Linked DNA regions of Mus musculus: all the other regions are linked to region 2. A link is a contact called in public HiChIP or PLAC-seq data. All regions are on one chromosome and are shown on one strand. Each heading gives the region's core, a stretch centred on a gene start, on an enhancer-like site or on the middle of the called end of the contact. The rest is flanking DNA. Distances are from core to core; before and after follow the strand shown. Region 1 overlaps Tex2 (testis expressed gene 2). Region 2 has its middle 36 kb from the start of Smurf2. Region 3 overlaps Tex2 (testis expressed gene 2).

Region 1 (3,507 bases), core at 883-3,382, 400 kb after region 2:
GCTTGGGGCTGCTTTCTTACTTGTTTGCTGATCTATTATTAACAAGCTAGTGTTGAAGTTATATGATCCAATGTTTATTATGTATGAATATAAATAGGGCCTTGGTTATCTCAGTGGTTCATCTGAGATCATTTAATTTGTTTGCCTAATTTTAGAGTTTCTTATCTTCTACCCTATTGCACTCTGCCAGTGCACTATAATTTAAACTGCATCACAATTAAAAACTCACCTGAGCTTGGGAGATGTCCCTGTGAAGGATAAAAGGCCCAGATAAAGATCATGTCCCACAGTTTGTGGCTTAGCTGTGACCTTGAAGCAGTTAGGGGGGGTGTGGACAGTATTGATGCTGTCCCTTCCCTCCACTAATGGACCCTTCCTCGTTCTCTGGAGTGTGTGTGGGTAGCATGTATTTTAAATACTGGCTGTCTCCTTGGGGCTATCATTTAGAAGATGAATTTTGTGTCTGCAGGTTTGCTTTGCCTTTTCTGGGGTAAAGTTAAATTTGCGCCAAAGTTGTTCCTTGTTCTCCAACCCTAGGATCTTTGGTCTTGTATTAGGTGACTCTGGCTCCCAAGTGTCAATATATCAGAAGGGGCTAAACTCAGTAAGTACAAAATCCTGTTTGTGTGGCATTTGTGGGCAGGTGAAATTCAGCTACCTGTGCGTACATTTTGGAGGTGAGCATCAGCAGCAGTGGCCGCAGCCCTGGCTTCAGCTGCTTTTCTCTGGGGATGAGCAGGGATCTGAGTGACAGGCAGTTCCCATTGCCAGTGTAGCCACAGGGTAAGAGCATGCTGCAGTTTCTGCTGTCAGCCCTGGCGCCAGCCACACTGAGGACTCTCATCACTTCCTGGGGCCAAAGGATCAGGTCTGACCTCTGGCCAGCCCAGCATCCAGCCGAGCACAGAGTGCTGGCCTTGAACCCTTCCCTGGCACTGTGATTGGGAGCAAGCACAATAGTAGCTCCTCCAGACTTTATTATTTTGCAAAAGGTTAATTGTAGCTTTTAATCTTTCCCAGGATTAAATGGCCCTCTTTATAGATTGTGGTTTGTACTTCCAGCCAAACGGGGCTTCTGAGTCCAGCAGAGAATTGAAGAGAAACCCCTGACCTTTCCTAAATGCTGTCCCAGGTCCAGACTGTAGCCCAGACAGCTGCTGCCTATGACTGGTCATTGTCCCAGTGGTATGCACGGTCTCCATTTAAACAGTCCCAGGTTCAGAAAGAAGCAAGGCTTATGTGACATCTCAGTGGTGTGTGTGGAACGACGACAGGAGGCCCTTGGAGTGCGACACCAACCTGTGCCGGTGCTCTTTGTGCCTACTCCCATGCCTATAACAAAATAAAGCTGGAGAAATATCTCACCCGCTATGTTTAGGGTTAAGAATGTTAGAATGGGTGTGCAGAGGGCAGTGGAGGAGGGGCAACATGGGGGTTGGGAGGCATGCCACTCTGAGCGCTGTGTATCTGACTGCTCAAGTCACATGCAGTCTAACCCAGGGTGTCAGTCAAGTACCGGGAGAATTTGGGTCAGCTCATGGTAGGAAGAGGTAATTAGGTTTGTATGTGGAAACTGCATTTTGCAAGGGAGACCTGGTTTGACGTATTGTGGTATCTCAGAGGCAGACTCGGGGGTCAGACTGAGTTGATTTGGGCCAGCATCTTGGTCTAAGCCCCAGGCTTGTCTGCCCCAGGTTCCCATGTAACATGGCTTCAGCAGCAGTTCCTGTCGCTCCAGGATTCTTATTCTCTTACTCTGCAGTTTTATGTCTTTTACTTTGATTCTTCTCCTTGAGGAATTACAGTGACGGAGTCTCCTCCTTGCAAGTAATTGTTGAGCTTGTTCCTTTGTGGGTCTCCAGGAGTGCCATGGAGTTATGGGCTGGGGGCAGCCTGTTTAGCTCCTGAGCTCCAAGGATTTCATTTAACCCTCCGAGCTGTTTTCGGAGTCAGACTTCAGTCGTATGCTCGGTCACGAGACATTGCTGGGACTGAGGTGGGCCTTGTTCTCCCTGCTCTGTGGAGCTGGCAGTTTAGTAAAGCAATCAAAACAGGTCCAGGGCAGAGAAGGCGTCAGCTTTGCTTTGACCTGAAGGCTGCTAAGGCACTGCCCAGACTATTGGCCGTGTCATGGGGCCATGGTTGGAGGCCACACCTCAGTCAGCTAGATCTGAGGCCAGGTCCCAGCTGTACCAGTCTCCATCAAGAGGCAGGTCATTCCCCTGTTTTGAGCTTTGTTTCGAATGTGGTGGTAGGAAATTGGTGTGGTAAGCCACATGGTACACATGAAGTTCTGGGACACGATAAGAGCCTAGATACCAGGTGCTGTTGTGAGTACTCATTAGTACTTTCTCACTGTGCTTAAGACTGTCCATTCTTACTGTATGAATTATGCTCCCTGCCTTCTGTCAGCATGGAGAAATGTTGTGGTTTACATAGACTATGAGTTGGGATGAGGAAAGCAGGAAGCTAGGCTGAGCCTCTTTACAGGATGGAAAAGTGGGGGGCTGAGGGCTGAGCAGCCCCCACGGTGGGTGTCGCTGGCAGGTGTTGGGGCCTGGGTTGGAACCCGAGCTGCCAGATTCTTGGGATTCTTGCTGACACTGCGGGTGGCCAGGGCGTCTATCCACAGTCTTCTACAGAGTCAAATGTGAGCACGCACGTAGATCTCCTAAAGCTAGCCAAGGTTGGGAAGCTGTGGACTTTAGCCTCAACTAGAATAAAAGGACAAAGGCATTTCAGGAAGGAGGAGATCAGGAGATGAAAGGGAAGGGAAAATGAGCAGACCATGGCAGCTGGACAGCTGGGGAGATGAGGATGGGAGGGATGCTGCCTGGGTCAGACTGGGCAGATGTTGGAGCAGGCGTCATGGCCTGGGCTCCTTGCCTCTGCCACTGGAGTAGTAAGGTTTGATCTGTGTAGTTCGGCCTCAAACTCCTTTCCTTTGCATTGCTCTGGATCAGGTTGCCCTGGTATTTGTCAGAACATGGAGTGTGACCTGTATCTGTCAGAGCTGTCAGCAGAGGCTAACTGCTTACTCATCCCTGAACTTTGGTCCTGCTGAGTGGAGCCAGAGCCCAGGAGGGGCCTGTTCCTCAGGCTCCTGGGCTGAGCTCCTGCTCTGTGGCTACCCAGAAGCATTGTGGGGAAGGTTGGCTTTGTTTACCATATTACACAGGAACTGACCTAGGAAGAGAACTGATCTGCCGGTCCTTAGAGGGCTCAGGATAACAAAACCTGTGCACAGAGACTGTTCAGCCAGACTGTTCAAACAACCTTTGGTGTGTTGTCTATTTTCCAATCTGAAAAGCAGAGAAATAAGCTAAAAACTTGATAGAAGTTTCCCTACAGATGAGTATGCATTTAAAGAGAGGAAAGCATTTGGAGAAGTCTCTGCCCAGTGACCCCAGTGGGGTTGGTTTTGAAGCCACATAGAACCGTTGTTGATAGCTGAGCACAAGAGCGTGTGCTCTTGGAACTTGATAGTGCAAATCTAAATGCTGGAGA
Region 2 (3,770 bases), core at 135-2,634:
GCAGCTTTTATTAGCATGATTTAAATGCTCATAATAACATCCTCGCTTTGAGCTGCCCACTGCGCTTCATCATAAACATAAAGCCCAGGGCTTGTCTGTAGGTAGATCAGTGTGGTTACACAGGGTGGTTTTCTGTTCTTCTGGAAATGAATTGATGTCTCTGCCTGTTTCCACCTGAGCACTGTGTTTTCTGTGCTGTCCTTAAACAACCAACTTATTTTTTCACCACAGGTTTCCTGGTATGTGTTTTATGACCTTATAGCCCTTCGGTCAACAGTTCAGAGCCAAGCAAGGCAGAACAACAGCAGATCCACTGGAAATGGAGCAGAGAGCCACTGTATGGGTGCTAGAAATCAAAGCTGGGTCCTCTTTAAGAGCATCAAGTGCCCTTAATGGCTGAGATCTCTCTAGTCCCTTGATAATATTAATTGAGGCGAGGAGATCCACTGTGGGTGGAACCATTCCCTAGACAGGGCATTCTGAACTGTATAAGAAGAGGAAGCAAGCTGAGTATAGGCATGCTTGTATTTTCTACTACTCTTCCGACTATAGATCTGTGGGCTGGTTTCCTCAAACTCCTGCAGCCATGATGGACGGTAGCCTGGAACCGTGAGCTAAAGTGGACCTTTTCTCTCTCAAGTTGTTTTTATCAGGGTGTTTTTATTCTGTCTCTAGACACATAGCTAAACAAATAGAAGGTAGGTTTGCAAAGACGTAATGGCTTTGTAGGTTGTTTACCTCTGGCCTGGAGTCAAGGAAGCCAAGACTGATCTTTAGATCTTAATCTCAGGAATACTTTCTTGCATAGCTGTTTCTAGAAGCTATGGTCCATGGAGCACCAATTCCTACCTGCCTCTTGAGGGGCACACTTTCCACTCTGGGAGATGCTGGCACAGAAGCAGTCCAATGGTACCACCCACCCTCCCTGGTTCAGCATCCAGTCACCCCAGCTGGGGACCCCAGAAGAGGAAGCACCTGCTCGCCCTGACTTGAAGCTGCAGATCGCTTGCCGTCCAAAATGAGTCACGGAGGCACCGTGGAATGGATTTTACTCATCCCCCAGGCATGGACTCTTGGAAGACTCCAGAGTGACTAGCTTCAAGTGTTCTGTCTCAGGCACAGGGAATTTCATCCCTCTCTGAGTCTGCAGTCACTTCCCCTCTGGATACTTCCTGTTTCTGGGAGCAGGCAGCCTGCCAGGCAGGGCTCAGCCTCGGAGCAGACGGGCGGAGACATCCTTCCTCTTATTTCTAGTACTGAATCCCATCTTCCTTCCCTGTCAGAGATATCTATCGCAGCTCTCCGCCCTTCCCAGGTCCCTGCACCCACCGTGGGAGAGCGCAGAGGAACATAGTTTCATCTGCAACTCTGACCTTTGGCAGGTGCTTAGCAACCATTATTGATCACTGGCTTCTTGGGCACAGATAATCAGGAAAAGATCTAGGGCAAGGGTCCATTCATTCACTGACTTAATAAATATTTGTTAAATAACTACTATGTTCCGGGCCCTGTTCAAGATGCTGGGCTATGGCAGTAAACAAAGCCTATCCACCAATGTCCTCATAGCGACTATGTCCCACTGGGAGGGACAATTGGGAATCTAAACAGAAATGTAAAACATTATAGCATGCAAAATAGTGATAAATGCTAAGTAGAGAGGACAAAGCTGGGGGGGGGGAATATGAATTCTGGGTATGAGGGAAGTATAAATTATTAAATGGGGTGGCCGAGGAAGCTTTTGCTGCAAAGGGAATTTTGAGCAAACATTTGGAGAAGAGGAGAGAGGGAATTGGGGTGGGGGGGAGGCCAAGAGTCTTCTGGGAAAGGGAAAGAGTACATGCAAAGGCCCTGGGGTTGCGGATGTTCATGTGTGGACAGGTTGGCGAATAAGAGAAAGGATAGGGAGCTGAATAGAGTGTGTGAGGAGGGGGAAGATGCAGGAATTAAAACCAGAGAGGCTTCTCTATGGTAGCGTGGACTTTGGCTTTTACTCTACACTGCACGGGAAAGGAAAGCACTGGCTTTTAATTGAGATGTCCGTAAAGGGATTCTTGGAGAGCTGGAGTGACAGTTACCCGAAGATGGTGAGGACAGGATGTGGAATCAGGGAGACCAGTCCAGGGAGAGATTGGTGGCTTGGGCCACTGGTGGTGGCAGTGAGAGTGATAGGCAGATTAGAGAGGTCATAGGACCTGCTGGTGGGCTCAGATGTAGGGTGTGTGAAAACACACGGAGACAAAGGTAACACTTGCGAGGCTGAGGCAGGAGGATCACATGTTTGAAGCTATTCTAAATTATGTACCCAGACCAGTTTGGATTATATAGTGAGACCCTGTCAGTAAATAAGGGCAAGTGAGCTGGCTCAGTGGGTAAAGTGCCAAGCCTGAAGACATGATTTGACCCCTAGACCCCATATGGTGAAATGAGAGAACCAATTCCCCAAAGTTGTCTTCTGACCTCCACATTTACAACAGGATACATACACGCTCTTCCCCTCCCTCCAATTTATAAAAAACAAACAAAAAAAACCCCATCAACAAATAAAATAATATAAAAATAAAAAGAGGGCTGCGAACGGAGCTCAATAGTAGAGCATTTGCCTACCATGTGTGAGTCCCTGGCTCACATCCTAGTACCACAAACAATAAGAATACTGCAAACCAGTGGTCACCTTTCCATCACTAGAACAAAATACATGAGGTTGGGGCCTGGGGATGCAGCTCAGTGGGTTAGCTGAGCACACACAGAGTCCTAGGTTCGATCCCTGCCAATGCATAAGTTAGGTGTGGTAGTGCACACCTGGAGTCCCAGGACTTGAGAAGTAGAGGCAGGAGGATCAGAAATTACAGGCCATCTTCAGCTACATTATGAATCTGAGACCAGCCTGGACTACATGAAAACCAAAAAGGAAGCCCGAAGGTCAGTCAAGGAAAACCATCCATTAGATCGGGTGAGACTGTGGAATGAACGGCAGCTCTGCATCTTGGGAAGCCCTTTAAATCACTCTAGCAGGAGTGAAGGACTCCAGTGCTCCCTTTCTTTAGCAGCTAGGCATTTAGGAGCAAGATGGAGTAGGGAGGGATGCTGGGTGGGCACTTGACAGGGCTTCAGAACTAAGGGAAGATGGAGTTACTGAGTGGGGACCAAGGAGAGGCCACAGTATCAGCTTTTAGAGGAAGTAGCTGCCTGGTCTGGGAGTCTCCCCCTGATCCTGTCTACACAGTGGGCCAGCACTGCTCCAGTTAAAATAACAACTTCTTCTTCTTCTTCTTCTTCTTCTTCTTCTTCTTCTTCTTCTTCTTCTTCTTCTTCTTCTTCTTCTTCTTCTTCTTCTTCTTCTCCTTCTCCTTCTCCTTCTCCTTCTCCTTCTCCTTCTTCTTCTTCTTCTTCTTCTTCTTCTTCTTCCTTCTCCTTCTCCTTCTCCTTCTCCTTCTCCTTCTCCTTCTCCTTCTCCTTCTCCTTCTCCTTCTCCTTCTCCTTCTCCTTCTCCTTCTCCTTCTCCTTCTTCTCCTCCTCCTCCTCCTCCTTCTCCTCCTCCTCCTCCTCCTCCTCCTCCTCCCTCCTTCTTCCTCCTCCTCTTCTTCTTCCTCTTCTTCCTCCTCCTCTTCCTCTCCACCCCCTTGTAATATTGGAGATGTCATTACCTCCATTGCCCTCTCTGTGGTTTTGGGGATAGGGACAGGAGCATTTGGCCCACGCCTGCCTGAAGCTGCACCTGCAGCCATGAAGCTGCTTCCTGGATATTTTAAAGGGTTTCTTGAGTCTCAGTG
Region 3 (3,606 bases), core at 745-3,244, 370 kb after region 2:
CTGTCTTCCATGTGCTGACGAGTTACTGTTTGTCCTTCATTGTCATGATCTCGTCACATACACACACATCCTATCACACCATCCCCACCCTCCCCTCCCCCACCACTCCATCCCTACCCTCTCACTCCCCTCGCACCCCCACTCTGTTTCTGGGCAGCTCAGAAGTGTGGTGTCTGTAAGGACTATACAGTGTTTCCTGTGAGCACACAGAGAATCCTTAGCAGACAGTTTGAGCTGTCAGCCTTCTCTGGCCTGGCAAGGACTTCACCTTGCAGTACTGTCTCTTGATGAGAGACTTTGTGAGTCTGGCTTAAAGATAAACTCAGCTTGGAAAATTGCTTTGTAAATTAAGGGAGTCAGTTTACGCCTGTTTCATCGGTTTGAGTTGGAAACATGCCGTAGGCGTTTGATAGAAAACAAACACTTGATTTCCTTTTCCAACTTGAGTTTATATTTTGATCTAAATTCTCTTAGTAATTATAAGTAAAACTTAAAGCTTTGGGGTAATGATCAGATGTTGAACAATCTCTTCAGAGGCTGGAGATGGCTTAGAAGTTAAGAGCAGAAGCTGCTCTTACAAAGTGCCGGAATTCAGTTCCCAGCACTCAAGCTGTGTGGCGCACACTGGTCTGTAACTGCCACTGCAGGGAACCTGATACCTCCTGGCCTCGGGATACTGCGCTCACGCATACATACATAATTTAAAATAAAACAAAAATCTTTAAAGAAATTATAGCAGAAAGGATTGAATTAATTAAAAAAATGTTCTTTAAAAATTATGATTATCTGTGTGGAGTGGTTCACATCTATAATCTTAGACCCTGGGAAAGCTGGAGCAAGGCATTGCCTTGAGTTTGCGGCCAGCCTGGGCTATAGGAGTTGAGACCCTATCTCCAAGGGAGGAGGAAGCCGCAAAAACCCGCCAAAGTTATCTTGAGGCTAAGACAATAACTAGTCAGTGCAAGCAAATAAGAAAGACTGTTCCCAGTAAGCAGGCCAGCAGGCGATGCCCCTGGCAGGGCCCGGTGTACACCTGGTCTTTAGCACCGCAGAGAGGGAGGGGTGCCCAGGCCTGTTAGGATTCTGTATCCACTCTGTGTGTGAGTACCGGCTGTGAAGCCTTAGGCCATTTCTCTGTCTGCCTTGGTTTCCTTGCTTAGGAGACAGGAGGCTTCGTTTCTATCTCATTGAGCCCTGGAGAGGGTTGTGTGTCCCAGAGTGTTGGGGATATAAATCGTCAGTGAAAGTTCTCTCATGCTGCTCATTTCAGAGAACAGTTATTTTTCTTCCTCCATTTCTAAGTTTCATGTTTGCTGGTGAGATTCAATTAGGAGGGTGCCAGAATTTTAAAGAATTTTATTATCAATAGCAGACAGAATTAACTTTATCTGGAGAGATATTTTGTGAAGTCAGACGCTAGCAGACATCTTCAGAATGCCCTCTCTTTCCCTCCCCTCCACCTCCCTTCCTGCATCTCCCCCACAACCATTTGCTCTCAAACACAGACACATGATGCTTGCACGTTGTCATTCGGACTTGTGAGAAACCGGGCACAGTTCAGCATGAGGTCTGGGCTCCTCTGTTAGTTTTGGGCTCCAGGCACCATTTTTCTGGCAATTATTCGTTCCTGAATCAGAACCTTGGGCATCCTGTGATAGCCACAAGGCCAGGTCACCAATAGTCTCAGTCTCTCGGATGTCTCAAACTGACCCTGCTGCATTCTTCTTAAACCTCACTGGGTCCCCTCTTACTATGGCTCCATCCTTCCAGCTTTTGATCCCAGGACCCAGGCTCCATCCATAAGAATAGCTTCTTTCACATCCAGCCCACCAGAGTGGCAACCCGTGTCTCCTGACTCAGATCTGTTTTGTCCATGTGGCTACACTAGCCCGGGCTGTCAGCACTTCTCACTGAAGTTTGTGAGGGCTGACTGAGCTCCCGAGCCTCTCAGTTCCACATGTGCATGCAGATTGTGTGCAATCTCAGGCGTCCCTCATTCCCTTCCAGTGACCAGGTCATCAGTGTGCTGTGTCATAGCACTTGGCCCCAGGGATGTCTTTGGATTCCCCATGGCTGTGGTCCAGCCTCAGGTCATTTCCTTTTCTCCCGTTGTGCCACCACGATCGGTGAGTCGTTCCTCTCTTCTAGGGTGTCAGCCCAGGACCCCATGGCTTAGGAAATCCTTCTGTGATTAATCTGCAAACCGATTTGACTCCCCGCTGGCTGTGTCCCCGCTGGCTGTGATTATCAGATCCTTGCCTCCTCCTAGCCCCCCTGAGGCCAGGCTGGGTGCTTTGTGAACTCTGAGGAGGTGTACAGATGGGTGTTTACCGTCTTGCCTCTGCTCTTGGGGCTGGAAAGATGTGATTGCCATTAGAGTGTTTCCCTAAACAGACTTGTAGCAGTGAGTAACTTGTGAAGTGAAGAAAGATAAACATGCTCAGTTAATTTCAAATACTTGTCTTATTGAATGATTCGGGAGAAATAAGTATTTGGTTTTAACTAGGTGTTACTTTTGAAATCAATTCCTGTTTGGTAGTGCCTTGAGCCATATAGACTGATCCATGGGATTGTTTGCATAGGGGTAAATCTTACACTCCCTTGGACGGTGTAAAAGGAAAGACTGAGTCATGAACAGAGCCACCAGGCAACATGGAGGCTCATAGAGGGCATGGCTAAACTGTCACCCACTTCCCTGAGGGCGGAAATATCTGTGAGCAGGGTGTGCTATTGTGGACGTTGCATGGTTGGTACATGCAACAGAACGCTTACTTACAGAAAAGCTGAGGCAGGAGGATTTTCATTTGAGGTCAGCTTAGGCTACCTGGTAAGACTGTCTCAAGCAAACATATACACAAATGTCTGCTTCTACGTATAGGTGCATCGATGAGCAGAGAGGGCAGGACAGATGGCTGGTGTCAAGGGAGAATGAGTGTCTTTTTGCTACTATCTGTGATTTCCTAAATGATAAGAAAACCTGCATGATGTCATGCCTATATCCTCAGCAGGTTGCTGTTTACCACAGACAGGTTCTTTAGAGCCGTGATAATAGACAGAGGTGTTGTAGCCTGCTCAGGGAATCAGTGCAGCTTTTGCCTGATCGATTCTGTATTCCCTTCCTCTTTTCCTCCCTTCTTCTCTCCCTTCCTTCCCTCTCTTTCCTCTTTGCTCCCCTCCGCCCCCTTTTTTATTTTTCTCCTTTGAGATTTATTTATATTTATGTGTATGAATGTTTGTTTGAATGCATGTATGTACACAATACTGCATGTTTGATGTCCGCAGAAGTCTGAAGAGGGCATTAGCTCTCCTGGAGCCGGGGTAACAGATGGTTGTGAGCGTCCGTGTAGGTAGATAGGGTAAAGTCTCTGTTTTCCCAGTAGTGGGCTTGGCTGTTAAGTGGCTGGCTCTCCTAAAACGCGGGGTGCCATGAAAGCCTCTCCACTCCTGATTGCCTCGTGGAGGGAAGCAGCAGAGAGAGGCAGCGCACACGGTGCTGTAGAGTGGGCCTGCAGCGGGAGTCCTGCTCTGCCTTGTTACCTGGTAAGTTGCCAGGACTACTTTGTCTTGATCTAAATTTCTTTTATCTAATATGTAGAAACAGTGAAC

The links. HiChIP or PLAC-seq counts read pairs in DNA pulled down with a chosen protein or histone mark.
Region 1: a contact with region 2 is called in a FOXA1 HiChIP or PLAC-seq map of pancreatic cancer cells. The contact joins two enhancer-like sites. A contact is called at or near these places in 1 of 484 Hi-C or Micro-C datasets (embryonic stem cells) and 2 of 115 datasets of contacts at active chromatin or transcription factors (embryonic stem cells and pancreatic cancer cells).
Region 3: a contact with region 2 is called in an HNF4G HiChIP or PLAC-seq map of pancreatic cancer cells. The contact joins two enhancer-like sites.

What each region holds. Positions count from the first base shown.
Region 1 is chr11:106,555,561-106,559,067 of GRCm38.p6, reverse strand. All of the region lies in intron 2 of Tex2 (testis expressed gene 2), which reads left to right. Among named protein-coding and RNA genes, the nearest start is that of Tex2, 56 kb to the left of the region's middle. Within about 2 kb of position 2,132, at least 131 of the 459 cell types and tissues checked have an H3K27ac peak or open chromatin away from gene starts, as enhancers often do. A contact at or near this core is called in pancreatic cancer cells, where this site is marked.
Region 2 is chr11:106,954,980-106,958,749 of GRCm38.p6, reverse strand. No RefSeq gene overlaps it. Among named protein-coding and RNA genes, the nearest start is that of Smurf2, 36 kb to the right of the region's middle. Within about 2 kb of position 1,384, at least 106 of the 459 cell types and tissues checked have an H3K27ac peak or open chromatin away from gene starts, as enhancers often do. A contact at or near this core is called in pancreatic cancer cells, where this site is marked.
Region 3 is chr11:106,587,364-106,590,969 of GRCm38.p6, reverse strand. All of the region lies in intron 1 of Tex2 (testis expressed gene 2), which reads left to right. Among named protein-coding and RNA genes, the nearest start is that of Tex2, 24 kb to the left of the region's middle. Within about 2 kb of position 1,994, at least 93 of the 459 cell types and tissues checked have an H3K27ac peak or open chromatin away from gene starts, as enhancers often do. A contact at or near this core is called in pancreatic cancer cells, where this site is marked.